Regions from separate parts of the Podarcis muralis genome. Here region 1 is linked to region 2. Evidence: chromatin contacts called from public Hi-C data. All regions are on one chromosome and are shown on one strand. The core of a region is the stretch at or near the end of the contact, and the rest is flanking DNA. Distances in the headings are between cores, read along the strand shown.

Region 1 (6,655 bases), core at 3,856-6,355, 210 kb before region 2:
ATTAAGCCTTCATTTCCTTGTGCCATTTCCTGTGCAGATGCCATCTCTTTCACTCCCCTGGCCCTTGGTGCATGGAATTCTCTCCTCTCAGCAAGCATCCTCTTGTCCTCCTTTAATATAAGCTCATCTCTTCTCTGTTGCATTTCCCCCCTGGTGTCATTCTATTTTTATACCCTTCTTACTGTTAGGCTAATTATTATACAGGTTTTACTGTAACTGTTGGCTGACAGAAAGAAAACACCAACAGAATAGGGAGGCAGGCAGGTATCAATACTCCTCCCCTGCAGTACCACACATCCCTAAATCTGTTCTGGGTTGGGGGACTCTTTAAACCCAATTTAGGGGGCATTGCAGCAAGCAGGGAGGGAATTGTTTCCCTCCATGCCCAATTGGTGTACTACTTGTGCAAGCAGACAAGATCTATTAGATGCCAACAGATTTTTCTTCACTTTAAAGTTTGTACACTACACATTAATTCAACTTTAGAAATAGGCAGAAATAGAAACATAATTCATCTTTATTAGCTAAGCTGAGAAGTGACCAAGCACATGCATGTAGTCCAGTCTCTCAGTGTGCTGTAGTTTGGTCCCCATGGCACCCACTCTTGCTGTACCACATTAAGTTACCGTAACTGCCCATAGTTGCCTGTTTTGGCTGAAATAGGAAATGGTCATTAGCAGATTTCAAATAAGCCAGGAACTTAAAACTGTATTTTGACGTTAGTCTAGAATACCACCTCATTCCAAACGAGGCAACATTTCCCATTTCATATGAAACAGGCAACTATGATCAATTGAGCACTTCCTGGCTCACTGTGGTACACCAAGAATGGGAGCCATGGGGCTAAGTACAGGGGCAAAAAGGTCTGTGCATACATTATTAAGCCATGGTATGATCGTCCAAACACAGCCACTGTTAGTTTGTTCCCTGACATCCAAAATCCAAACATCAGTAATTATAGCCTAATGGAGAATTTAATGATGTACTGAAATATTGTGTGTCATCTTGCTTCCTTGGCAACCTCTTCAAACATGTAACATGGATGGAATAGGGAACCTATGGTCCTAATGGTCCTATAGATATTGTTTGACTCCAACCCCATCAGTCCCAGCAGCACAGCCAATGTTAAGGGATGGCAGTAGTTGTATTCAAACAACATATGAAGGTCCACACTCCACAGGTTCCCCATTGCACACTTTGGGGGAACTTCACAGAAGGCCCAAGGACAAGTAGCGCTATGTACTGAAGGGCGATCAGAGAGCCAAAAGAGCTTGAGAAGCAGAACGGTTGAGACCCAAAAGATAGCAAAGAAGAAAGAAGAGGATGGAGTTTTAAAAACCCCAAACACCAGCAGACCCTGTACTAAGACCTAAAATTCTTAACTCCCCAGTTCTAGGAGGAGCTTTAGAGCAGGGAGCTGGTGAAGCGGGCCAGTACATTGATGACATATCTTGCACACGGAGCTGTAGGAGAGGCTACTCCGTTATTATTTGATTTGTATTCCTCCTTTCAACCTGAGAGTTCCCAGGACAGTTGATGTGAAGGGAGGCAACAACATACATAACTTACTTGACCATGCCCAAAGCTTCTCCTAGTCCTACAGAATAGTTTTGGTTGTGTGTGTGTGTGTGTGGTGTTTTTTTTAAGTAATAAAGATTTAATTAAATTTGCTGGCTTTTTCCAAACAAAGTTTGTAGAGCCTTGAGGGCAAGCCAAGTATTTTCTTTTCGGAGCTGGTTCCTTTGGGCTTTGAATGTAAGCCTTTCCTATAGAACTCACCTAAGGAACATTTTAACTACTACTATTTGTTTATTATTGTTCCGATTATATTGGAGCCAGGATAGTATTTCTAAGCTTTTAAATCTCCATATATAAGACCAAACAGAGCCACTCACTTCAATCCTAAACATATTTACCAAGCAGTCTGTCTGCTTGGTAATCAACAGACTTCACACAACCCAAACATTTACATAAGTATAATATAAAAACAAAAATGTAGTAAGAGCAGAAACACAACCTTTTTTTGTGAATGCCTACCAAGATAAATGGTTTCGTACACCTTCAAGAAGGCAATGAGATTAACAATGTACCTCTTGGAAATGGGTAATACTTAGGGCCATTACAGTATGGACACTACTTCTAGTCTACCCACAAAGGGAAGAGGATCATAAGAGCATGGGATCTACAGAATGCAGACAGTATGGAGGTTCAAAACAAGAGGGGGAGTCTCTCAAGTATTTAGGTCTCAAAAAATGAAAGGCTTTAGAGGGCAAGTGCCAGAAGCTTAAGCTGGACACAGATGCAAACAACAAGCCAATGTATTTGCCACATCTGTTGAATATGCTCCCACTTCCCTGTCAGGAAATTAGTAGTGGCATTCTGCACAATAGTCTAACAGGCAGATTCACATAATTGCATTACAGTAGTAAACCTTACATGTTACAAAAAGCAGATAAATAAAGCAAGATAACTGGCCTCCAAATGTGCACAGCCTACGCGCTAAACATAATTGACAAAAAGCATTCCCGGCTTCCAGCTTATCTGGGGTCTTAAGTTTATAATACAAGAAATGCATCCACATGTTGCATTATTTTTCTCAAATGCTGAGTTTTTCTTATATATTTGCATAACTGTTCTATTGTTCTTGTTCATTATGTCTGCTACCATTATGCTTACAAAAGAATAGTGCTCCAGAGGATTTCTTACTTAGTGCATTGTATTGTTATGGGAGGGGAGGGAGTATGCAAAAATGCCCCTCCAGCACCACACCATAAAGGTAGACACCTTCCCCATTCTCTCTTACAAAATTTTACTATGGTATATTGTGCTCCCAAACAAAGATCTCCTTTTTGCTCTTCTGCATTTTCACATAACAAGAACAATGACACATACTCTCTGGTATACTTATTTTTGATCTGCTTCATGTGGAGTTTTTTGTTCATAGATGTACAACCACACTGCTTTGCCACAGCAGAAATACCACAACTGCATGTTTTTGCAAGAGCAACAACCCCACCCCATTGCTTTGTATTTTGATATTTTGAATGTTTGTTGTAAGCTGCTTTTGGCACAGCTCACACATATATTCAGAATGGCATGTAGACCACTGAAGGGATATAGAGTGGGAAGAAATGCTATTCAGCTAATCCGCAATAATTATGGTATCTTAAGTTATTTTATGTATGGTCTTTCAAGAAGTGTTACTATTCTGAGTACTTTTTCCAACTGGGTTGCTGAGGACTGAAAATGGCATATGTGCATATGATCTGAGCCTATAATTTGCCAGGTTCTTAGGTTAATTGCTGCATTTTTACTTTTTTTTTTATAACTTCAAAACAAAACATAAACCAATATATATCCACATACAAATTCATAGGTATTGTGGGCAGGATTCTACTTCTATTTTCATAAGGACTTCTACTTGCACAATGAGGCTTTCTCCTCCTGCCTATGAAATTGGCTTGGGGAGGGTCAGGAAAGCCCCCAGAACTGCATGGGGGGGGGGGAATACAATACTTGCACAGATAGAACAATCAGAAGAGTGCAACACTGAATTCTTTTTTATGAATATGTCCGAGGTATTACATTACCAGGTTTTGAAAAGCAGTCCTTTTGCAAACCTGTTTTTTTAGTAAAAACAGGATCTTCATAGCAATAACTTTAAAAAACAACTAAATTGGGGAAATCAGCGAGTAGAGTAACTGGCTGTTTGCCTTCAGGCATGAGACAAAACAGCAAAATCCTGTCAGTAAGAGTATAACTTCTAGCTTCAAAGAAGCCAGGATTTCAAGTTAGGTTTTCAAACAACTAGGATGAAAGGCAGTAAATACACAGACTGGATTACAGACTACAGCTGCCCCAAATGGAATGAGACAGCCGTCCCCAGCCTCTCGCCCTCCAAATGTTTTCAGCAATAACTCCTATAATCTGTGACTGTGGCTATGCTGGCTGGACCTGATGGGCATGAGGAGCCAACCATAACAGGAGACCCACAGGTTCTGCTCCCCTGCTTTAAGGGAATAAACTCTTTCCACAAACAGTATTAATGCGTAGCATTTATACACAGCGCTTTTTTCAAAGTGCTTCTCGCACATCAGTGTTGCCGATTTTTACAACTCCTCTGTCGCAAAGCACTATAATTACCCCTCTTTTTTGCAGAAAGCTGTGGAGTGCCGAAAGGTAAAAGCAGCAACAGGCGCAAACAAATTCATGACAACACATGGCTCCATTTGTACCTCAAGTCCCTCTTGATGACATGCTATCAGTATAGTTTCCACCCACCTGAGCTTGACCAACAGTGTCAGCATCTTTGCCTAATAAACATGTGTCTCTGGCTGTTTAAGTTTAAATCCTGCTACCTATTTCCGAGTTGGGAGAAGAAGTGAACCCAGAATTTGCCAGCTGGCCAACCTTGCCCAGCAGCAACAAGAACTACAAACTGGAGTGCAATCGTTAACTCACTCAGGCAGCTGCTGTAGGGGCTCTTCCTCGAGAGGGTGGGAGTGGGGAAAGGGATATTGCTTCGCCTCGGCAGGGCCTAGCTTTGCTTAAGCGCCCCATGGGGGGCTCCAGGATCCACCGGAAACAAGAGCAACTCCTCTCCCGCAGGGAGCACTTTCTCCCAGGAGCGGTCTGCCGGGAAGGAGGAGGCACAACCGCGCACACCGTTGAGGGAGGCAGCCCGGAGAAGACCCCCCCCCCCGCCTCCGACTACACCCTCCCGGGAAAGGAGGCGCCAGGATCGGGCGTCGAGGCCTCCAACCCGGGAATAATAAAGGAGCCAGGCAGCCCGGAGCGCAGAGGTCAGAGCGGGTGAGGGAGCGGGCCCAGCGGAGGGAGAGCGCGTCGTGGGCCGTGGTTCTTTTGCGGAGGGGGGGGTCGCCTGGCCGCGCTTACCTGCACCAAGGGGGCCGGCTAGCATGTCTGGGGCAAAGGCAAGCAGCTCCTCCTTCAAGCTCCCGGTTCCATAGTGCCCGCAGTGGGTGAGGGGCGGGGGGTGCGGGAGAGAAATCGGACGCTGCGCTCAGGTCTCTCCGGACACTTCCGGCCGCGCCAGAAAATTCACACCCTAGAGCCCCTGTTTCCACCCTACGCGGCGCGCACGCGCCTTGAGAACCTTCCGCGCCGCGCGAAATAAGTCCTCATATTCCCCCTACGGTCGTTCTCCACCGGAAGTACGCGTGCGTGCGTGATCTTTCCCTTGAAAAGCGGTGGGAGAGTAAGGTGAAGGGAAGAATTTTCAGGCAAGCTTGGGCGGCGTGCGCATGCGTAATGCCGTTCTATGCTCAGCCCTTTCGTTGACACTTTTAAAGGGGCCGGGTTCGTTTTAATTTGTCCTGCTGTTGCGTCCTTGTTGTTAAAATTCCTAACAATGCAGTCCTATGCGTACATGTCTACGCGGAGGTAAGCCCCGCTGTGTTAATAGTGGTAAATATATATATATATGGGCAAAAGGCCCGCAATACAGCCCACAAAAAGTTTTCAAATCTGCAGAATTCAAGCAATAACAAGCAGCTTGCAAAAATTTAAGGCAGCATAATCGCAAGGGCTTTTGTAAAAAAAACCTCAAAAGCCATACAGTGGTACCTCAGGTTACATATGCTTCAGGTTACACACTCCGCTAACCCAGAAATAGTGCTTCAGGTTAAGAACTTTGCTTCAGGATGAGAACAGAAATCGGGCTCCGGCGGCACGGCAGCAGCAGGAGGCCCCATTAGCTAAAGTGGTGCTTCAGGTTAAGAACAGTTTCAAGTTAAGAATGGACCTCTGGAACGAATTAAGTACTTAACCCGAGGTACCACTGTACTATCCAAATACACCTTTGCTTAACGACAAAGACCCACCAGTACCCATGCACCCCCTAGAACAGTAAGCCTTTAGAGACCTTGCAGGGAGCAGCTCCTAAGCAGGTTTTATGTTAAGGCAGGAAGCCAGGATTTTTGTTAGGCTGGGGCTAGACACCTACCTGTCATTAACCTCTGTCCGGCTCTGCCTAGCAGATTTGGAATGAAATGTCTCAACAGCAGTTGGTTTAGATTACTTTATATTGACTCCCAGTGCTCAGGAAAATCTGTCAAAATCTCTACAATTTCTATTTTTAGTTAAGTATTTTTATTTATTTACTTGATAACTATGCCCATGGGGCTGCACTCTGAAGTCTCCTGGGTTCTGCACCCACCTGTCATAATTTAGAATGGGCCTCTTTCCCACCCATGATGGGCTTTGATTTCCACATCAACCGTCAGGCAAGCTTGATTTGATTCCACCCCCCTCACTTGGTCACATTGTAAATCGTAATCCACCCCTTCTTCCTTAATGGGAGGGGAGAAAGCATTTTGTGGTTTGCCTCCGGTACCAAAATGTCTTGGGCTGACACTGCCGTTACACCCACTTTAAGGAGGTTAGAAAGCTTGCCTTTAATACAACAATAGATCAAAGTTTGCTAATGTTTTAAACACATGCATAATGGATGCACAAACCATTTGCACAATTACAAAAAGCAATGTCTGATAAAGCATTTGACTATAGCCAACAAGAAGGAGGAATAGTTAGTACTGCAGCACTATGCTGGCCTCTGCCTAAGAACAATTCTATTGTGGAATTTAGTTATAAGTTTAACAAGCCCAAACTTGGATGGCTAAAAAAAAAAAAAAAA
Region 2 (6,678 bases), core at 3,611-6,110:
TTTTTAACTAGTATAAAATTATAACATTAAGAACAACTAAACTTAACCAAACTAAGCATTTGAGGTTTTTTGATATTAAAATTATGCTATTATGGAAAGAAATCACTGAAATAAAGGTCAACACTATGGGAAGGAAATGTAGTTCAGTGGTAGACAATGTGTTGCATCTGGAAGCTATTTAATTCAACCTCAGCATTTTCAATTAAAAGAAAGTAAGTAATCTCAGGTAGCAAAACTGAAAAAGATAGTTCTGACCAAGACCCTGGAGATCCACTTCAAGTCACAGAGTAAATCATACTGGCCAATGTCACAGTGGCTAATGACAAAATATGTTGGTTTGTATGCCATGCTAACCCATGTTGTTGTTGTTTAGTCGTTTAGTCGTGTCCGACTCTTCGTGACCCCATGGACCAGAGCACGCCAGGCACTCCTGTCCTCCACTACCTCCCGCAGTTTGGTCAAACTCATACTGGTAACCTCGAAAACACTATCCAACCATCTCGTCCTCTGTCGCCCCCTTCTCCTTGTGCCCTCCATCTTTCCCAGCATCAGTGTCTTCTCCAGGGAGTCTTCTCTTCTCATGAGGTGACCAAAGTACTGGAGCCTCAGCTTCACGATCTGTCCTTCCTATGCTAACCCATAGTTTGCTTTAAACTGTGACTTAACTGTGAATGCACCTTGTGTGCCTTCCTATCATGGGTGCCATGCATGACACAAACAAAACTTGTTATGGTTTGCCACACTGCACAACCCTGGAACATGACTGCTTATTTCAAATAAACTACAAGCAGTAAGCTAGAAGTAAGTTGTATTTCTGGCTTATTTCTGGCATACCCCTCATTGGTTTGTTGCGGTGGGAGAGGGGGTAAGGGGAGAATACCCCAATCCAGGTTTGTGCAACACGACAAGCCATATTATGGCTTTTTTGTGCCATGCATGACACCCACAGGATAAATCCCTGCAAGGGGTAGAAAGCACATTCATAGTGAAGTCATAGTCGGGGGGGGGGGGGAGTAAATGCTTTGTTTCTGTTTTTAAACTGTGGATCTTTTTGTCACTGTAGTTTCCTTTGGGAGGAGGGGAGCTTATAAATTCAATACATAAATGAATAGTTGAAAACGAATCATGGCTAAGTGTGAATTGTGAACTAGCTTGGTATAGCGAAGCTTTATATGTTCAGCAGCTATGCGTCACACCTCAAATAAGGCCTCAAGCCTATTTAGATACATAGCATATTCAGTATTTTCACAACCAAGGATGAAATATCAGCACTATTTAACTAGATCTCTAGGTAATGTGGATTATTAACTTTCCTCCAGGGTGAAATCTAATGTCAGGTTCTTCTTAGAGGTGCACACTACTTTGTTAAACCAGTGATTACAGGGCTCCTAAAGCACTTCTTTAATAAAATTAATGTTAAATACAACAGTTGTCAAATGGACACCACACATGTCATACTAGCAAGAGACACTCAGTGCCCTCTATTGCCTACAACCCCTACTATGACTTATCTAAACTGTTTTTAAACACTACAGAACTAAAACCCAGAGAGGACAAAGTTATCAGAAGGTAGTTTTGACCACTCTGCCACCTGAAAACTGACACACATTCTAAACTAGAAAGCCATTTTGCCTTGACAACATTACCCTGGGCATTATTCAGCTGTAAAGAGGGAGGAGAGGAAGCAGCCAAATCTTAATTTCTTTATTTTAAAACTTTTAAAATATACAAAACTTGGGCTGCAATCCTATATACACTTACCTGGCTTTTGTATCATTGAATTCGGTGGGGCTTATTTCTGAGTAGCCACTCATGTATAGGATTGTACTGGCTAACACGTGACTTGTTAGTCTTCACTCCGTAATACGGATTTTCCTGTTGCACTAAAGTTGTTCAGAAAGATTTACGATACAGGCCATTTGTTCCCTTTTGTTGGACAAGAGGCTCTAATCCTACAATTTGCTGATCTGCACAGGTGGGCAGGCTGTAGGCTAAACACAGACCAGATTAAAGAACGAGCAATATTTATAAAACATGTAAAGAACTACTTCAAACAGAAAGATTAGGAAAACATGCATTAGTGCAGACTTATGCCGTTTTAAAAATATATATATTTATTAGGTAACAAACACTACATAGAAATAAACATTTAAAAAGCAGAGGGAAACAAGTCATCGCTGAATCCCTCTGAAGAATGTACATGTCTCCAAGCAGAATAAAAACAGTACATATTTGGTTTTCAATGTTTCCAAGAAAATGCTCCTATTCAAGTACACATGGCCTTCACTTTTATCTTGGAAGTAATAGTTCTACATGGGAGTGGGTTACAAAAGAAACAAAAGCACACTAGCATAAAAGGTAGGAAAAAAAGTACAAAGAGATAAAAGGGTATATCCAAAAGAAGTGCAGAAAGACCTTTCTAGTACAAACAGCTTGGATCAACATGTTTACATTGAGGTTTCAATCTTGTGCACACTTACTAAGGACCAAGTCACATGGAAGTAAGTCTCAAAGCCTATATGCCCAGAAATAAACTGCACTTCTGCGCTAAACAGCAGTCCCCCATATCACACTTGGAAACCAGTTTGAGACACACACTATTGATTGCCATATACCGTATTTCCTCGGTGTGAGTGTGGTGACTGTTCTTCAGAGAAAAATGCCAAAGGCATATTGGGCATGAACTCTTTAATTTGGGCAGTTCTTTGGATCATAGCCCTATGTTGTAGAACAGTGGCTCCCAAAGATTTCCTCCATGGACCAGTGGAGAACTGCCAACAATCTTGGCAGACCGCTTAATTTTTCTACCCAAGGTTGAATGATGTATGATTTTAAATTTGTTTTTATTACTTCCATTGCAGTTTACTATATCACAATTTTAATTCCATAAAATAAAATTTAAAATACAACAAGATTCCTGCATTGCAGGCGGTTGGACTAGACAACCCTTGTGATCCCTTCCAATTATACAATTCTATTAATAAATAATAAAATACAATGCAAGAAACAAAAGAAGCAATAAAAATACATTTAAAAATCAACAAGAATATTTACTGCGGACCACAGTTTGGGAACCCTTGTTGTAGAACAATTTACTTCTCTACGTTTTCAAAAAAGTTATTTTCTGTAAGAGTACACTATCAAGTAAGGATATAATAATGATAAAAAATGAGTAATGGGATATCTTTTATTGGTCCAGCAACTTCTGTTGATATAAGAGTATGTGCACACATACAAGCTATATTTTTGTGTGTCTATACTACATACAAATCAGAAAGTACAACTACAAACACAGGCACACTTATAAAAATAGAATCCATTCCATTAAAAAGTATCAGGTTGCCTATTTTGCATTCCATATTCTGGCACCAACAGCGCAAAGCTGCCTACAACACAGAAGAGAGGCTCAGAAGGTCAGTGGCTGATCAGCCAAATAAAATAGCCTCCTGACTAGAACTGCTAGATCTGTATACTAACCTATTCATGGATCCCAGCATAGGACAAAAGAACCAAATGGGTGCCTGTCCCAGTCAATACATAAGATACGACTTTTCCAAGTGCATGATCAGTCCCTATAGAAGCAACACTACTGTTCATAAACATGTGCAGGGATTGCATGCATCTATACTATGTTCCACTGCAGTTTGGAACCCACGACCCTGTACATACATTCCCGCATGCCAAGTTTGCAGATGGGAAATGGAGTCCCAGTGAGAAGAAGGGGCTTGGTGACATCCTACTGCGTATGTCAGCCACGGCATACTTGGGCTCTGTAGTAACCCTAAACACATGTGATTTCTAAAAGTACCCACTCAAGATCACAATGCAGATCCGTTGACCTTCAGCTCCCTTTGTCACGCTCACAACCAGCGTGGTTAACTTAACTTAGTTATGCAAAGGTGATCTTTCCAGCGCTTTTCCGGGCACGGTTCTGGATAAAGCAGGAATTGCAATCCTTGTTAGCTACTGGAAGTATGGCTGGCACCCGGAGGCGAGAGTCATTACAGTGCTTGCAAGTGTGCAAGGCTGCAGTCTCAAGCATGATGCACCAGCGCATCATCATCCATTCTTCGCCTATAAGACTATATGCCCCCACCGAAGCAACCACCGACATAGCGCGGTAATCCGCCGCCGCCTAAAGCCACTCACTCCCACGATAAATCGACCAAAAACCAGAACATGTGAAAATGCACCATGCCACCTTCGTGGGGAGACACTTAGCCGGTCTATGCCGAGGCGGGGGGCGGATTAAACTTCATTTCCAGCAGGGTCGCGCAACTCTGTTCTTTCACCACAATCCCAATATTTTCCCCGCCGCCGCCGCCGCCTCCCGCCCATTGTCCGGCTCCCCTTCCCCCAGTTTTAGGAAATTCCCTCAGGAGCCCAAAGCCGATTAAGAGGAGCTCCCAAAGAGCGCCAAGGGCCCTTTCGCCGTTCATGCCCCCCCAAACGGGACGTCCAAAAGTTCCCGCACACTTTTCTTTCCTCCCCTCAGCCGCGCGCTCGCCGGGGAAAGGAGCGCGGAATGGCGGCGGAGGCTTCTCCATACTTTTCCCTGCGTCTGGGGCCCAGCCCTGCGCCCCACCCAGCGCAACAGGTAGGGAGGCGAGCGGTCGGACAGGGGATCCCCTCCGTCCCGAAGTTGCTGGCTGGGATCCGACGGCCGCACTCACCTTTCCGCCATGTCCTCCGCTCGGGCCGCGCCGCCCGGGCTTCCCTCCTTGTACCCCTCCGGCTGAGCGAAGGCTGCTGCTGCTCCTGAGCGAGTCGGGATCAGGATGTGAAACCCGATCCCGCCTGCTGCCGCCGCCGCCGATGCTGCCCCTCCCGGCTTCCCGTGGAGCGGAGGGACCCCGCTCTCCAGTCCCTCTGGTGGGGAAAGCCAGCTCAGGCCTGGTAGTGAAATCTGGAAAGGAAAGGGGACCTGGGATTAAACATTAGCGAGGGGCCGCGGGAGTTTAGTGTGCTAAAAGCGCTTGTTGCTCCTTTCCCGAGTCGGCGAAGCTTTATAGACGCGGCAGCAGACGGTCGGTTCTCCTTCCCCGTCAATCGAAGGTCACGCTTTTCAGCACTACATGCCCAAATCAAAACCACCTCATCTTTTAAACCGTTTTAATAACCACTTTTTCCCCTAAGAGGTAGCTGAAGAGGAAATATTTCATTTCTTTTTTGCACTTTCAGAGCATGTTTATTTTATTTTATCCGTTTTAATGATTGCCTAGCCCTAGACAAGCAGGCGGTAATGGTTATTCTGGATTAATAAGAAGCAAAGTGTCTTTATGCACAGCCATTCTACTACATACATTAGTAAAGAAGAGGTATTCATGGTTCCGTGATCACAAACAAGGATTAGGCATGAACTAAGTTTGGAAAATGTGTGGAAATGTAACTTTGGGGATATCTTTATAACTTGGTTCAGTATTGCCTCCTTTTTACTTCAGATTAGATTATCCAAACCACTTGGTTCTGTTCTTGCAGTCTTTAACATAGAGGGTGGGTGGGTGGGAATCTCAACATTCTTATCCCTATAAATAGAATAAATATAAAAGGATAGTTGAAGTAATTTTGCAGATACCAAATCTATATTAAATGATCCACAGTAAAATTATCCTAACTTCTCAGGTATACACTGCGCTATCAACATTACAGTTCCCATATGAGGAATATGGAAAGCTATTTCACTTTACTGTTTTGAACCTTAAGACTCATGCCAGAAAATACATGCACAAAATAATGTGTATGTGATGGTATAAAAAGGTAAGTACCAGTTTGATGGCAATATATTGTCACACTTAAGGAAAACATCTAATAAGAATATATATGAGAGACATACCTTTGCTTTATATAGTATGGAACTTTCTTTATAGAAACTTTATAGAACTATGTCACTGTGAAATTAGGATATTTCATACAGTTTATTGGGAATTCTGAACATAAAATAATTTTCTCCCTTAGAATTATTCTATATTATTTCCTTATGAACGGCCTAATAAGGAGGATGTGTTCCCCAATTAGTTTTCTGCCAGAACACTGCTCATCAAGCAACAGGGTTGTCATGCTTGGAAACAGGTGAAATAAAGTATTCATTGTGTTCTATGGTTTATGGGATATAGAGCGCCATATACTAACTGTGTTCTATTGTAGTAAAGCATATCTGCATTACTAATATGAAAGGAGAGTGCTGTGTGGAAACCCCAATGGGACATTTATTGAGACTCATTAAACCACAATAATTCAGGCCAGCATCCTATTCTCACTAACAAGGTCTAATGGCCTTGAACAAGTCACTTGACAGCCAACTTTCTTCCTTAGGAAAGCATGCCAATTATTGTGCACTTCTTTCAAATATAATGCAATTGCAGCCCCTGGTGGCAGCTCTTTCCAATTAAATCACAACTCTCATCTAGTTAGCCTGGCATATTATTATTTTTTTGCGTCAGTAAAAACTTGAAACTAACTTTGGCATATTCTGCATAAGAAACTTTGAGATCCATATATGTACTTTGATAAACTGAACCCCTCAGATATTTATTCCCATTTTGGGAGACTCACTAGAATTGTTTTTCAGGGGCTTTGAAACAGAATGCTATAAATTATATTTGTTCAAGCATGCAGTTAACAGTATCTCAAACAGCATAGATCACAATCCTGTAGATTGACACATACAAATATTTAAAC

The links. Hi-C and Micro-C count contacts between places; a contact is called where the count stands out from the background.
Region 1: a contact with region 2 is called in a Hi-C map of blood, with 6 times the contacts expected there. The contact joins the promoter of RALGAPB here to the promoter of LOC114599473 in region 2. A contact is called at or near these places in 2 of 3 Hi-C or Micro-C datasets (blood and tail).

Annotation. Positions count from the first base shown.
Region 1 is chr5:71,143,101-71,149,755 of rPodMur119.hap1.1, reverse strand. It overlaps RALGAPB (Ral GTPase activating protein non-catalytic subunit beta), which reads right to left and starts at 5,105. Exons shown (of 32, transcript XM_028734815.2): 1 at 4,897-5,105. NDRG3 (NDRG family member 3) reads left to right here and starts at 4,671. Exons shown (of 16, transcript XM_077929173.1): 1 at 4,671-4,802.
Region 2 is chr5:70,935,739-70,942,416 of rPodMur119.hap1.1, reverse strand. It overlaps LOC114599473 (rho GTPase-activating protein 39-like), which reads right to left and starts at 4,860. Exons shown (of 10, transcript XM_077929171.1): 1 at 4,674-4,860; 2 at 1,762-1,991. The coding sequence starts at 1,814.